Regions from separate parts of the Macaca fascicularis genome. Here region 1 is linked to region 2. The links are chromatin contacts, called in public Hi-C maps. All regions are on one chromosome and are shown on one strand. Each heading gives the region's core, a stretch centred on a gene start, on an enhancer-like site or on the middle of the called end of the contact. The rest is flanking DNA. Distances are from core to core; before and after follow the strand shown.

The links. A called contact is a pair of places that touch in the nucleus more often than the background predicts.
Region 1: a Hi-C map of liver shows a contact between it and region 2, with 3 times the contacts expected there. The contact joins two enhancer-like sites. A contact is called at or near these places in 2 of 2 Hi-C or Micro-C datasets (liver and skeletal muscle).

What each region holds. Positions count from the first base shown.
Region 1 is chr15:5,199,547-5,206,503 of T2T-MFA8v1.1, forward strand. No RefSeq gene overlaps it. Among named protein-coding and RNA genes, the nearest start is that of BRD3, 38 kb to the right of the region's middle. Within about 2 kb of position 4,100, at least 1 of the 6 cell types and tissues checked has an H3K27ac peak or open chromatin away from gene starts, as enhancers often do. A contact at or near this core is called in liver, where this site is marked.
Region 2 is chr15:4,898,044-4,904,385 of T2T-MFA8v1.1, forward strand. No RefSeq gene overlaps it. Among named protein-coding and RNA genes, the nearest start is that of RXRA, 140 kb to the right of the region's middle. Within about 2 kb of position 2,213, at least 3 of the 6 cell types and tissues checked have an H3K27ac peak or open chromatin away from gene starts, as enhancers often do. A contact at or near this core is called in liver, where this site is marked.

The sequences.
Region 1 (6,957 bases), core at 2,850-5,349, 300 kb after region 2:
TTTCCCGGGAGAGATGCGAACAGAATTTCCCAAACATCTTCAGCCATGGGGATGAGGGGGCTGTGGCTCCCCGCAGACATCAGTCAGCACCCCTCTTCTCTGATAGACAGCAGGGGCTAGCCTGAGCTCTGCAGTTACACAGAGCTGCCTTCAAATTCCTTCTCTCTTCCCTACTAGCTGGGGGTCCTCTCTGAACTTCGGCTTTCTCTTCAGTCCCAAAGAGGAAGCAATGCGCAGCCCCCAGGGGCCAGACATCATGTACGTGGACACCTGGTTCCAGCCCATGCGCAGCGGGCACTCAGAAGGCAGGGGTCTTGACTGGCAGGCCCGAGAGAGGACAAAGCTGGCACCACCAGTGCCTCCGCCTGCTCTGTCTGGCGGCATTTTTTAAACTAACTTATCTTCAGCCTCACCGAACTCTGGTGCCCCAGGGAAGCTTCTGTAAGTGCTTTAGCCTCCCCAGGGCTCCCCAGCCCCAGAGCTCACGGCGTGGTGCACAGGTGCAGTGCGTGGGAGGCAGGCGAGGAGCGTAGGAGGCAGGTACAGGGCATGGGAGGCAGGTGCAGGGCGTGAAGGCAGGCGAAGGGCGTGGGAGGCAGGCGAGGGGCGCGGGAGGCAGGCGAGGGGCGTGGAAGGCAGGCGCAGGGGCGGGGCGTGGGGCGTGGGAGGCAGGCGACGGGCGTGGAAGGCAGGTGCAGGGCGCGAAGGCAGGCGAGGGGCGCGGGAGGCAGGCGAGGGGCGTGGGAGGCAGGCGCAGGGGCGGGGCGTGGGGCGTGGGAGGCAGGCGAGGGGCGCGGGAGGCAGGTGAGGGGCGTGGAAGGCAGGTGAGGGGCGTGGAAGGCAGGCGCAGGGGCGGGGCGTGGGGCGTGGGAGGCAGGCGAGGGGTGCGGGAGGCAGGCGAGGGGCGTGGAAGGCAGGCTCAGGGCACGGGGGCGTGGGGCGTGGGAGGTAGGCGCGGGGCGCGGAAGGCAGGCGCGGGGCGCGGAAGGCGGGCGCGGAAGGCAGGCGAGAGGCACGGGAGGCAGGCGAGGGGCGCGGAAGGCAGGCGCAGGGCGTGGGGTGTGGGGCGTGGGAGGTAGGCGAGGGGCGCGGGAGGCAGGCGAGGGGCGCGGGAGGCAGGCGAGGGGCGAGGGAGGCAGGTGCGGGGCGTGGGGCATGGGAGGCAGGCAAGGGACGCAGTAGGCAGGCAAGGGGCTTGAAGGCTGTGGGTGTGATTCAAGACCGGCTATTCCGGTCCTCTCGTGGGTGCCGGGAATGCTGGGTTCTTCCTCTGGCCAGAGGGTCTCAGGGCTCCAACCACGGGGACCAGCACCCACCCCTGAGTTAAATCCCTGCAGCCTCTGGGACGGCCCAAATGCCCAGGCAGGGGAGGGCACCCACCAAAGCGATCCCAGGCCCACGGGACTCGCCCAGCCTGTCGGCCTTACCGCGGGGAGAACAGGCAGCCTCTCCCAGCCAGTGTGCACTAGGGCCTCCCGGGGCCACCAAGTCTCCCAGGTGGCGTCTGCTGGGGCACTGAAATGTCACCTGGAGGGAACCCTGACGCTGGCCCACACTTTGGTGCTGTGACATCTTTTGGGCCAATCCCAAGAAGGTTCAACCTCCTACTCCAGCCCCAACCCCCAGCCTCACCAGCAGCCCTCCCGGGGCCTCTGCCTAGGCCAGGTCCCCGCCTGGAGTGCCTTCTTCCTTGGCACAGCGATGACCGTGCAGGCCCTGGCCTCCCTCCCGAAGACCCCGGCCCCACTCGGCCTCTCAGACCAGAAAAGCCCCTTCCTCTTGGCGCCACCCATCCCCAAAGCCTGGCCTCCATTTCTGCTTAAAACCCGCACTCAGGGTTGCTGCAAAGTTCTCCTAAGTAGGGGCTGCCCTGGTGTGTGTGGAGTTATCCCAAAGTCATTCCACACCCCCTGTGTGGCCTGGGGCCGGCAGGTGGCCTCTCTGTGCCCTGGGTTTCTCACCTGTCTGTCCAGGCAACAGCAATGGCCACCTCTCGCCAGCCTTGCTGTCCTCAGAATGACTTGTTAAAATGGCCTGCCTCCCCTCCTGGGGTACCGAGGACCTCAGCCCCAGAGAACTGCGCGGGGGTCTGTGAGTGGCTAAACCGAGACACACAAGCTGGGCTCACTGGCCTGCACCACATCCTCCTGTCTCTGTGGCACAGGCTGGGCTTCTGACGATGGAGAGGACTTGTCCTCTCGCCTGTCCCCAGCCCATATCCACAAACACCCGTGGGAACAACTGAACGAGAGAGAATTACAGCAAGAGCCCTCTTGCAGGCTGCCTCTGGGATCTAGAGGCAGAGCCGGACCGTGGGCAGCCTGAGAAGTTTCCAGAACGGCTGTGAGCCAGTTCCTGGAGGGTGGACGGCCTGTGTCTGAATGCCGCCTGGTCCCGTAGGCCCGAGGCTCCATCCCTTCTTTTTTCAGGCCCTCGGGATGCTCACAGGGAGCCAGTCCAGGGATATTTACGTCCCTGAGGAAGGGGAGCCCCAGAGCTTGGTCCATGCAGAGCTTCCGGCCCATCGGAGCCTCGGGGCCCAGGGCAGAACTGGAGTGCTCCGGAGGCCAGCTGGGTCAGGCAAGAAGGGTCTCCGGCCAAACGCCAACCCTGGGAACGTTCCGTCCCCTCCTCCCTCCTGTACGTCCGGGGTCAGCAGTCACTTTATTAATAGAGGCCCTTGAGCCCTGAGAAGAGGCCTTCTCCCCCTAGACGGTCATCACCCTCTCTGCAGAAGCAGGGGACGGCAGCCCCTTGAGCAGGCTTGACCGGGAGGCCATGGGGGGCATCCCTGCAGAGTCGGAGAGACCCAGGGAGTCCTGGGCCTGCCAGGCAGGGCGGTTACCACTCTGCCCAGAGGTCACCACAGGCACTGGGAAGGGAAATGCATTTTCTCCTTCCTAAGACACCATCTACTTCAAGGCCAACATCCATTTCTTAATAGCGCTGGGGGCAGGGGGTGGGGCGGCAAAAAGAAACCACGGTAACTGTGTACTTCGGGCAAAGTGCCTCGTCCTCAGGAACCCAGGACGTGACGGAGAAGGCATCTGCACGCGGGGAAACATCCCATTTTAAACCCTCTGGGCCATCGATACACAACACCGGAAGAGCCTTATCTGGACCCTCCCGCTCCCCCTGCACATCACTGACAGAGTCTTCCACTCCCAGAAAACCTTCAAACACACAAAAACGCATGCTGCGTCCTTCCCTTGCCCTCCAGGGCCTCCCTGAGCTGCTCCACACTCTGGACCCAATGGGAAACAGAAACCCATAGGAATGCCAACGACTCTCCTCCATAGAAACGCCAGTGGTGCCCGTCACGTGCTGACTGGCGAGGTTAGGGCTCCTTTTAGTTTCTATTGTACTGTTTCTCCATGTCGTGTAGTTTGTTGTTTGTTTTTAGAGATGCGGTCTCACTCTGTCGCCCAGGCTGGAGTGCAGTGGCATAATCACAGCTCACTGCAGCTTCGACCTCCCAAGTTCAAGCAGTCCTCCCACCTCAGCCTCCTGAGTAGCTGGGGCCACAGGTGCGTGTCACCACGCCTGGGTAATTTTTACATTTTTTGTACAGATGGGGTCTTGCTGTGTTGCCCTGGCTGGTCTTGAACTCCTGGAGTCAAGTGATCCTCCAGTCTCAGCCTCCTGAGTAGTTGAAACTACAGGCATGAGCCACCACGCCCGGCTCAGTGTGGCTTTAAATGCCGCTATAGTGAGCAGGTATTCTGTGTATCACACAGAAAACATGACCTCAAAAACACAATGCCAGAGAGAGTCCGGACTGCAACTGGAACTGCTGCGTGCTGGGCGCACACCAAGAACCCCACAAATCTAGGCACCTCCCAGCATCTCCTGGGGCCCTGCTGCCAGCTGCACCTGAGGGTGTCACTTTACATGTCCTGTGGACACTCCAGCCTCAGTTTCTCCATGGGGTAAACAGGACAGGGCTGACTGCCACCGAGCCCTCACCATGAGCCCAACCCCAGAGCGGGCACTCTGCAGATCAGTCCCTTCAAAGGGAAGACACTGAGGCACAGAACAGTTAGGGGCCTTGCCTAAGCCCAGAGAAGCTGGGCGGAGAGGGCTGTGGTGAGAGCAGGGAGCCCTGGCCAGGACGCAGGTTGGTGCGGTGCGGCCCCGCCCCCTGGTGGACGCTGCTGGAACTGCCCAGCCCTGCGCCCTAAAAGGGTGTCCCACCCTAAGAGGGGCGACTGGCTGGGGCAGACACTTGGGCAGACACCCAAGCCTCCGAGCACAGCAGCCTGACACTGGAATAGTGCTCCCAAACTGATCAAAGCAGCCAGGCGCTGTGGCTCACGCCTGTCATCCCAGCACTTTGGGAGGCTGAGGCAGGCGGATTGCCTAAGCTCTAGAGTTCAAGACCACCCTGGGCAACATGGTGAAACTCCGTCTCTACTAAAACACAAAAATTAGCCAGGAGTGGTGGCGGGCACCTGTCATCCCAGCTACTCGGGAGGCTGAGGCAGGAGAATTGTTTGAACTCAGGAGGTCGCAGTGGGTCAAGATGGCGCCACTGCACTCCAGCCTGAGTGACAGAGACTCTGTCTTAAAAAAAAAAAAAGGTGATCAAAGCAGAGGCAGGGGTAGGAGGAACACCCCATCCTGGGGCCAACCCACCACCCAGGCCAAGACCAGCAGGACGGGGGCTGGCAGGTAGGGACACCCACCAGCCAGGGGCAGTTCCAAAGGACCAACCCATTCGAAAGGCTGCTGGTCAGCGTGGTGGCCATTAGGAGTGGCCTTGAAGCTGACCCTATGGGCCCCAGTGGTTACTCAAAGACTTGTGATGGCCCCAGGAGGGTCCTGGGTCACCGAGGCCTTCCGTTCCGAGAGGCAATGGGTCCTTGGGGCCTCTGGCTATTCCTGGGAATGTCGCCTTGGCTCTGATACTTCCCCGGCTCCCAGCGGAGAGCCTCCCAGGAACCTAGGAAGGCCTCTGGGACCAGCCAGCAGGTGGGTGGAGGTGAGTGAGAGGTGGGCAGGGCAGGGGCCAGGCGACCCCATTCCTGCCTCACCCCACCCCAGGCAGCCCACAGATGCTGTCAGTAAGATGTGTCTCCAGGGGACATTCCCTGTAAAGACAGCTGTGATCCCGCCACCACATCGCTAACTCCCCAGGATGCTGCCGGCGGCCGGGAGGAGCGTTTCTCCCTGCACTCACTCCACCCTTGCTTCGTCCGTCCTTCTTTGTGGGTGCCTGGAGAAAGAGCAGGCAGCCTCAGCCAACCACATGGCCGGGTTTCTGTGCAGGGAGAACGGCCACCTGTGGGGGCCCAAACTGTCCCCAGCCTTCTCTCCTGCCGAGTACTGACTCACCAACACTTCCCCAGATCTGGAGCAGAAATGTCATCAGCATTCTGGAAAACGCAGGCTCCCCAAAGCCATGTGAGCCTGGAAATAAGAGTACAGGGCCAAGAGCAGTGGCTCACGCCTGGAATCCCAGCACTCTGGGAGGCTGAGGCGGGCGGATCAATCCAGGTCAGGAGTTCGAGACCAACCTGGCCAACATGGTGAAATCCCGTCTCTATAAAAAAAAAAAAAAACCCAAACAATTAGCTGGGCATGGTGGCACATGCCTGTAATCCCAGCTACTCTGGAGGCTGAGGCACGAGAATTGCTTGAACCTGGGAGGCAGAGGTTGCAGCAAGCCAAGATCGCACCACTGCACTCCACCCTCGGCAACAGAGCGAGACTCCATCTCCAAAAAAAAAAAAAAAAAAAGAACGCAACCTCACCAGCCTAGAGATCCCATTTGCCAAGACCGTTGAGTAAGTGACACATCCCCCGGCCTCATTTTCATAAGCCCTACTGTTCGCTAATAGGTTTTTTTCTCTTTTTTTTTTTTCTCTTTTTTTTTTTTTTTTTTTTTGAGACAGAGTCTTACTCTGTTGCCCAGGCTGGAGTGCAGCGGCATGATCTCAGCTCACTGCAACCTCCCTCCTGGGTTCAAGCAATTCTCCTGCCTCAGCCTCCCGAGTAGCTGGGATTATAGGTGCCCACCACCACACCCGGCTAATTTTTGTATTTTTAGTAGAAATGGGGTTTTACCACATTGGCCAGGCTAGTCTCGAACTCCTGACCTTGTGATCCGCCCTGCTTGGCCTCCCAAAGTGCTGGGATTACAGGTGTGAGCCACCACACCCGGCTAGGCTTTTCTTTAAAGAAAAAAAAAAAAAGGAATTGTGCAAGTTTAACACAGTATTTCCCAGTTTTCTTCCCTTTTGCCCATGGGACATTTCAAGAGACAACTGGTCACTGAAGCCAATGCCAGGAAATGCTGCTTGAGGGCAAATAACAAAAGCCCTCCAGCTCCCGTTACTAGGGCTGCCAAATTTAGCAAATAAAGATACAGGGCACGCCATTACCTTTGAGGCTCAGATAAACAATAAGTTTTAGTATAAGTGTGTCCCATGAAATATTTGCGATGTGCTTACAGTAAAACATGACTCATTTGGCTGAGATTCCATCTCAATGGGGCATCTTGTATACTATGCAGTAGCCCTGCCTGCCTTGACACTTGAGGGGAAAAGCACGCATGGCCCAGGGCTTTGCCAGGGCTGGAAGGGAACCCACGCCTACCCTGCCCATGTCCAGCACTGGGAGCTGGGGGCCGGGTCCCTACCCCACCACTCTAGCAATAACTTCTGGGGTGGGCTGGGCACATTGGCTCATGCCTGTGATCCCAGCACTTTGGGAGACTGAGGCAGGTGGATCACCTGAAGACAGGAGTTTGAGACCAACCTGGCCAACATGGTGAAGCCCCATCTCTACTAAAAATACAAAATTAGCTGGGTGTGGAGGCGTGCACCTGTAATCCCAGCTACTCAGGAGGCTAAGGCCAGAGAATCGCTTGAATCCGGGAGACGGAGGTTGCAGTGAGCCGAGGTGGCACCAGTGCACTCCAGTCTGGGAGACAGAGCAGGATCTGGGAGGGCATCC
Region 2 (6,342 bases), core at 963-3,462:
TATCCTGCCCCACCTTTCCCTTCAAGAGTTAATGGAGACCTGGAGCCCAGCGTCCCATCACAGCCCGGTCCTTGCCATTCAGCCTCCAGCCTCGCCCAGAGCCCTCACCCTGGCAGAAGGCAAAACTCAGGCTCAGAGGACAGGCACTTGCAGGCTGGGACTGGGTCCAGAGTCTGGCTGTCCGGTCCCTGCCTGGAGCTCTCAGCCCATCCAGGCCAGTGGAAAGTCCAGCAAAGAACTGCCACAGCCCCCACCAAACCCTCGGCAGGCGGTGGGAGGGGACAGAGAGCTCCCCGGTAAGCAGAGAGCCAGCAGCTACTTTCCATGGAAAAAATGTCTTAAGGCCCCCCCAGAGGCCGGGAGGCCCCAGCCATGACTCAAGGCTCTGCTGCTGAGGAATCGCTCCCGACCAGACAGCCCCTCGGCCCAGGCAGGCTCCACCCCGCCCCCGGCTCCCATCACGCCAAGGCCCCATTCCAGGCAGGGCCCCAACGTCAAACCCCGGGGCCCCACTGCAGGCTCCGAGGCTCTCTGCATCTCACCCTGGCCATGGTGGGAGCCATTAGGCCTCGACGAGCACAGGCCCTGCTGCTTGGGCCCGTCTGCAGGGTCCTCAGCTGCCCATCTGCAGAGTGGGAGGGGGGTCTGTGGGGTGGCTCCCCATGGGCCTTAAAAGTCCACCAGAGGCTTGGCCAAGGCGAGCCCAGAGGGAGGGCTGCAGTCCTTGGCCCCTGGTAGACTGAGTGCCAGAGGGCAGGGCCTGGGTGTCACGGCACAGCCCCAGTCAACTGTCAATAAACACTGGTGGGTGCGACTCCGAGGCCTCCGGCAGACACACTCATCCACACCACGGAACTGGGCTTCTCCTTCGGGTTTCATTTCAAGGTGTTTCTGAGACTACACCTGGAGGTGACAGGACACTACACCACAGTCCAGAGACCCTGTCTGTGACAGCCTCAAGGCAGAAGTACTTGCCACGTGGCAGGCAAACCCTTCCTGCCCTGGGGTACCTTGGCTCTAAAAAGCCTCAGGGGTCTGGGGCAGGTCTGGGAGAGGCTGTGTCCTTCTCCCAGAGGCCGGGGCTCCATCAGGGTGCGGCACTGTCCCTGAGGACTCTCAGGCAGAGAAGCCCTTGGACTCTCAGGCAGAGAAGCAGCAAAGAGGACCAACCCATCTCAGCAAAGAGAATCACCCCAGCTCCTCAGATTTCAGACGCAGGCAGGACCCAGCTCAGGATGACCCCAGGGCAGGAAGGACAGAGATGGTGACCAGAAGCTGGGAACACTGTGAGAGACACAGACCCCAGCCCCACCCAACAGGACACAGAGGGTCTCAGACCCCGGCCATACCCTACAGGACACAGGGGGACTCAGACCCTGGCCCCATCCCACAGGACACAGACCCTGGCCCCACCCCACAGGACACAGAGGGACACAGACCCTGGGCCCCCCCAACAGGACACAAAGGGACACAGACCCTGGGCCTACCGCATAGGACACAGCAGAGGGACACAGACCCCGGGCCCCCCCCACAGGACACAGAGGGACACAGACCCCGGGCCTCCCCCACAGGACACAGAGGGACACAGACCCCGGCCCCACCCCACAGGACACAGAGGGACACAGACCCTGGGCCCCCCCAACAGGACACAAAGGGACACAGACCCTGGGCCTACCGCATAGGACACAGCAGAGGGACACAGACCCCGGGCCCCCCCCACAGGACACAGAGGGACACAGACCCTGGGCCTCCCCCACAGGACACAGAGGGACACAGACCCTGGGCCCACCCCACAGGATGCTGGGACGATGGTGACACCCAGCTGCATGCTACAGGACACTGGAAACCGCTGATCCTGGGGCAATTGGAAAGCAGGGACCCCTGAGGGCCTGGCCATGGCCCCCCTGCCAGCCTGGACCCTCATAGCTCTGTCTTGGAGTGGAAGCTGAGCTCTAGGCAAGGCTGGGCCATTTCTGTCCAGGAGCCTATGGCGTCAGACAGGGTGGATGCAGCTTGAGCAGGGGAAGGCACAGCTGGAGCTCAGAGAGGGGGCACTCCAGCATGTCCACAGTTAGGGACCCCTTCGCCCAGCTTCAGCTTCCCTCCTGGGAGAGACCCCTGTTGGTGGGCTGTCGGGCTGAAGCATGGCCGGCCGCTGGCCCGAGCCGTGTTTCGTGGGGTGTGTGTCACCACGCAGTCCGCGAGCTTCATAGTTTCCCACTGACGTCACCGCATGGCTTGAATCTGAAGTGACTGCGAACCCTCAGAGGCATAATTGCAGTTGTCTTTGCAAAGTGAAATCAGATGGCTTTTCCAAACCTCCCCCAGCCCTGCCTTCTCCCCACTGCTCTCCCTTTTTTTTTTTTTTTTTTATTATGTTCCTTGGACCACATCCAGATGTTTCCTGCAACTACAACCCTCCAAGAAGTTACAAAAAGAGAGCGAGAGTGTGCAGCTTCCTGCCTGCAGGGTGGAAGTGGCGACGTGGCAGGGTGGGGGCGGCCACGTCTACAGGGTGGGCGGGGGCGACCACGTCAGCAGCTGGGGCAGCAGCAGGCTCCAGGCAGGTCCCAACCCCCTGCCTCCTTGTGCCTGGGGTCTGGGTGCTGAGAGACAAGGCCGTGGGGCCAGGGTGCGTGAGGGACAGCCCCTCCCTGGCCGCTACGGCCCGGGCCCAGCTGTGGGCCGAGTGGAGACCATGGCCGGGAAGGAGCAGGGCATTGCGGTCAAGATCAGCCTTTGGGTTCAGGCTGCTCTGGGCGCCACTCCCAGCTGCGCTACTTATACGTGTGGCCTGGGAGCCACGTCTCCACCGGAACCTCTGTTTCCACGGCGATAGGGCTGGTTGCTGGGAGCTTTAATTAAAACCAGTCTCTGTCCACTGCTGGCAGCAGGGAGTGTCTCACCTGGACCCAGGCACCTAGGACAGGTGCGGTCTCGGAAGACACAGCAGAGCCTGACACGGAGGGGCTTACAAGGGAAGGACCTTGAAGGAGGCCCAGGGTTTCCTGAGGCACAGGCAGGGAAGGGGGGCCGAGGCGAGGAAGCGGCTTCATCAGAGGCCTGGCGGCTGGGCACACAGGCTGTGGGGGCCCAAGGCATTCCTGAGAGAGCCGCACGTGCGGGTCTCTGGAGAAGCAGGTCCAGCATTTCCAGGAGAAGGGGGGTCCTGTAGGTTTCTCCTGCGGTGTCCCTCTGTCCTGTCTGCCTCCCTCATCCAGAGGATTCCCAACTGTAGGGGGCAAGCAGGGCAGGCTCACACCCGACCTCAGTCCACAGCCTGTACCTCTCTGACCTAGGCCATCCCTGGGTGTGGGCACAGTCCCTGGTGGGCAGAGCTGGGAATGTGGACAAGTGGAGACAGGTGTCAAGGCCAGGCGAAGGCTCAGCAAAATGTCTAAAGGGGGAAAAATGGCCCCCGAACCTTCCATGGGCTGTTTCAGAAATAGGACTTGAAAGTTCGTAGTCAACCCAGGCTGACACCTCCTTGTCACCTGCCTTCAGAACCCATCAACAGAAATGCTGACACTGCAGTTCAGGGTCCGCAAACCACCCTCAGGCTCAGGGACGTGCCGGACTGGCTCACAGAACTCAGCCAGGCAGCAATACTGGAGGTCAGGGTTCAGCACCGTGAAAGAACACAGCCTTGAACCAGCAAAACAGCCATCTCCAGACGGCAGGGTTTAGTCAAGACCAGACTCCAGCACCCAGGGGTCCCGTCTCAGTAGAATCGGGCAGACAATGCTCAATTCTCCCAGAATGGTGTGCACCCGCCCAGGGTTCCTACTGGGGATCCATCGCAAAGACATGCCTGACTGTCCGTGTGCTTGGCCTTGGTCTCATCCCCAGGATGATGAGCTGATACAGCATAGCCCAAGGTCCCACTGTAAATGACATCATTAGCACGGTCACTAGGGTGGCCCAAGACCCCCAAGCAAACACAGACACTTATCACACTGTATATGGCAAGTGGGTAGAGGTCAGAGGTCACCTCCCAGGAACTAGGCCAGAGCCAGACCTTCCTTTGGAATGTGCAGGGTGTGGACAACTCGGGCCTGCTGAGTTAACCCTTTCCTGCACAGTGACCAGAGCCCACCAGCACCCCACTGGGAGATGATCAGCTTGAATGAGTCCCGACTGGGGCGGGAGACAGGAGGAGGCGGAGAAAACCACAGACAAAATTACAGCCCAGCGGGAGCCAGGGCAGCTGGCGTCACCTCCACTTTACAGATGATGGGACGGAGGCAGGAAGAGGGGTTATGACGTGTCCAGGTCACAGAGCCAGCCTGGGATGGTGCCAAAACCCAACCCTGTCCTCATGCAGCTTGCTCCTGTCACCCCTGGCTCCACCTCTTCAGCAGTGGAGGAGCCAAACGGGGCCTGGCCCACGTCTTGAGGGGGGCTCGAGAACGGGGGGCCTGGTGGTGGCTGCCTCTGGGGAAGCAGTGGCATCTGTCTTGAACCTAAGGTGGAGCTTCAGTTTTGAGAGCAAGTGTTCTTTGTGTGGCCACGTGCTGGGCCCTGCTCAAACCTCTTCAGACTCCCAGCAAGAATGAGGTCGGGCCCTTTCCACCCTGAAATGTGTAGCAAGCTTCTGAGAAAGGGGAGGGCAGTGCCTAACCCTCAGGACGGAGCCCCGGGGAGGGCAGTGCTTAACCCTCAGGAGAGAGCCCCCAGGGAGGGCAGTGCCTAACCCTCAGGACGGAGCCCCGGGGAGGGCAGTGCCTAACCCTCAGGACGGAGCCCCGGGGAGGGCAGTGCCTAACCCTCAGGAGAGAGTCCCAGGGATGGCAGTGCCTAACCCTCAGGACAGAGCCCCGGGGAGGGCAGTGCCTAACCCTCAGGAGAGAGCCCGGGGGAGGGCAGTGCTTAACCCTCAGGAGAGAGTCCCGGGGATGGCAGTGCCTAACCCTCAGGACAGAGCCCCGGGGAGGGCAGTGCCTAACCCTCAGGAGAGAGCCCCGGGGATGGCAGTGCTTAACCCTCAGGAGAGAGTCCCGGGGATGGCAGTGCCTAACCCTCAGGACAGAGCCCCGGGGAGGGCAGTGCCTAACCCTCAGGAGAGAGCCCCGGGGATGGCAGTGCTTAACCCTCAGGAGAGAGTCCCGGGGATGGCAGTGCCTAACCCTCAGGACAGAGCCCCGGGGAGGGCAGTGCCTAACCCTCAGGAGAGAGCCTGGGGGAGGGCAGTGCTTAACCCTCAGGACGGAACCCCGGGGAGGGCAGTGCTTAACCCTCAGGAGAGAGCCCCGGGGAGGGTAGTGCCTAACCCTCAGGAGAGAACCCCGCTGCTACGATCCTGGGCAGCAGGGAGGCAGCGTTAGAGGAGGGGGAGGCCTCCTTCCTGCCCCCACCAAATCACACGGACCATCGGATGTGGATTCCAGAACAACTCCCTCCTTCCACAGAAGGAGAAGCTGAGGCCTCGACGGAGCAGAAAGGATGAGCCTGTGGTCACACAGAGATTGTCCCAGGCCGGCCGCTCCCAGGCTGCTCATCCAGCTAAGGATGTCCCTGACGTGGGTTCCTTTGGGTTCCTCATAGAAACGTTTTGGAAGATTTGTGTCTAAGGGTTTTAACGAAAATGGCAACTTTCCAGGCTGGTCTCAGATAGCAATCGTGAGCAGCCCTGCCGGCCAGCGCTCACCTGGGGCCCCAACCACTGGGGAGGGGAAGGGGGCATGTTGAGTCAGCAGCAAGAGAGATTGCAGTTAGACCTAAGAAGGACCACCCAAGTGAGAGCCAGATGGCCATGCCTTGTTATAGACAAGTTTCAGGAGCCTCTCCACACCCCACCCCCAGCACTTCCTCCTATAACATGCAGGTACAGGACCTGGAAGTTCACAGGCACACGCACAGTAGCCTGAGTGATCTCAGGAAGTCCTTAAAAATAGGTTGGACCAGGGGATACCATCCAGTGGTCTGACCAGCATAGCTCAACGTTTATGGACTTTTCGGCGGGCAGGCACCAGTCTGCCCTCCCAGGCTGATAACCAGAAAGGCAGGCCATGATTCTTCCAATTAGCTTAATTGGGAAATTGATTCCATGTGGTCTCAAGGGCCACCAACTACGGGAGAAGGCAGGGCAGCGGGACAGTGAGTCTCCCAGCACCAACCCACGGAGCCCACACCCGGAGGGGGCTTACGGGCTCAGAGCAAGGAGCTTTATTCCACACGTTCTCCTCTCCTTGTACTTCCAACCCCACCATCTGGTTGGAGCTCTAGCTCATGCAGATGCTCTGAAAACCGTGGCTGTAAGTAGCTGGACCTCCAGGCCCTAGTGTTTGTCACTATAAGATGGGGAGCATCAACAGTGGCCCAGGGACCAGGAATAAGATGATC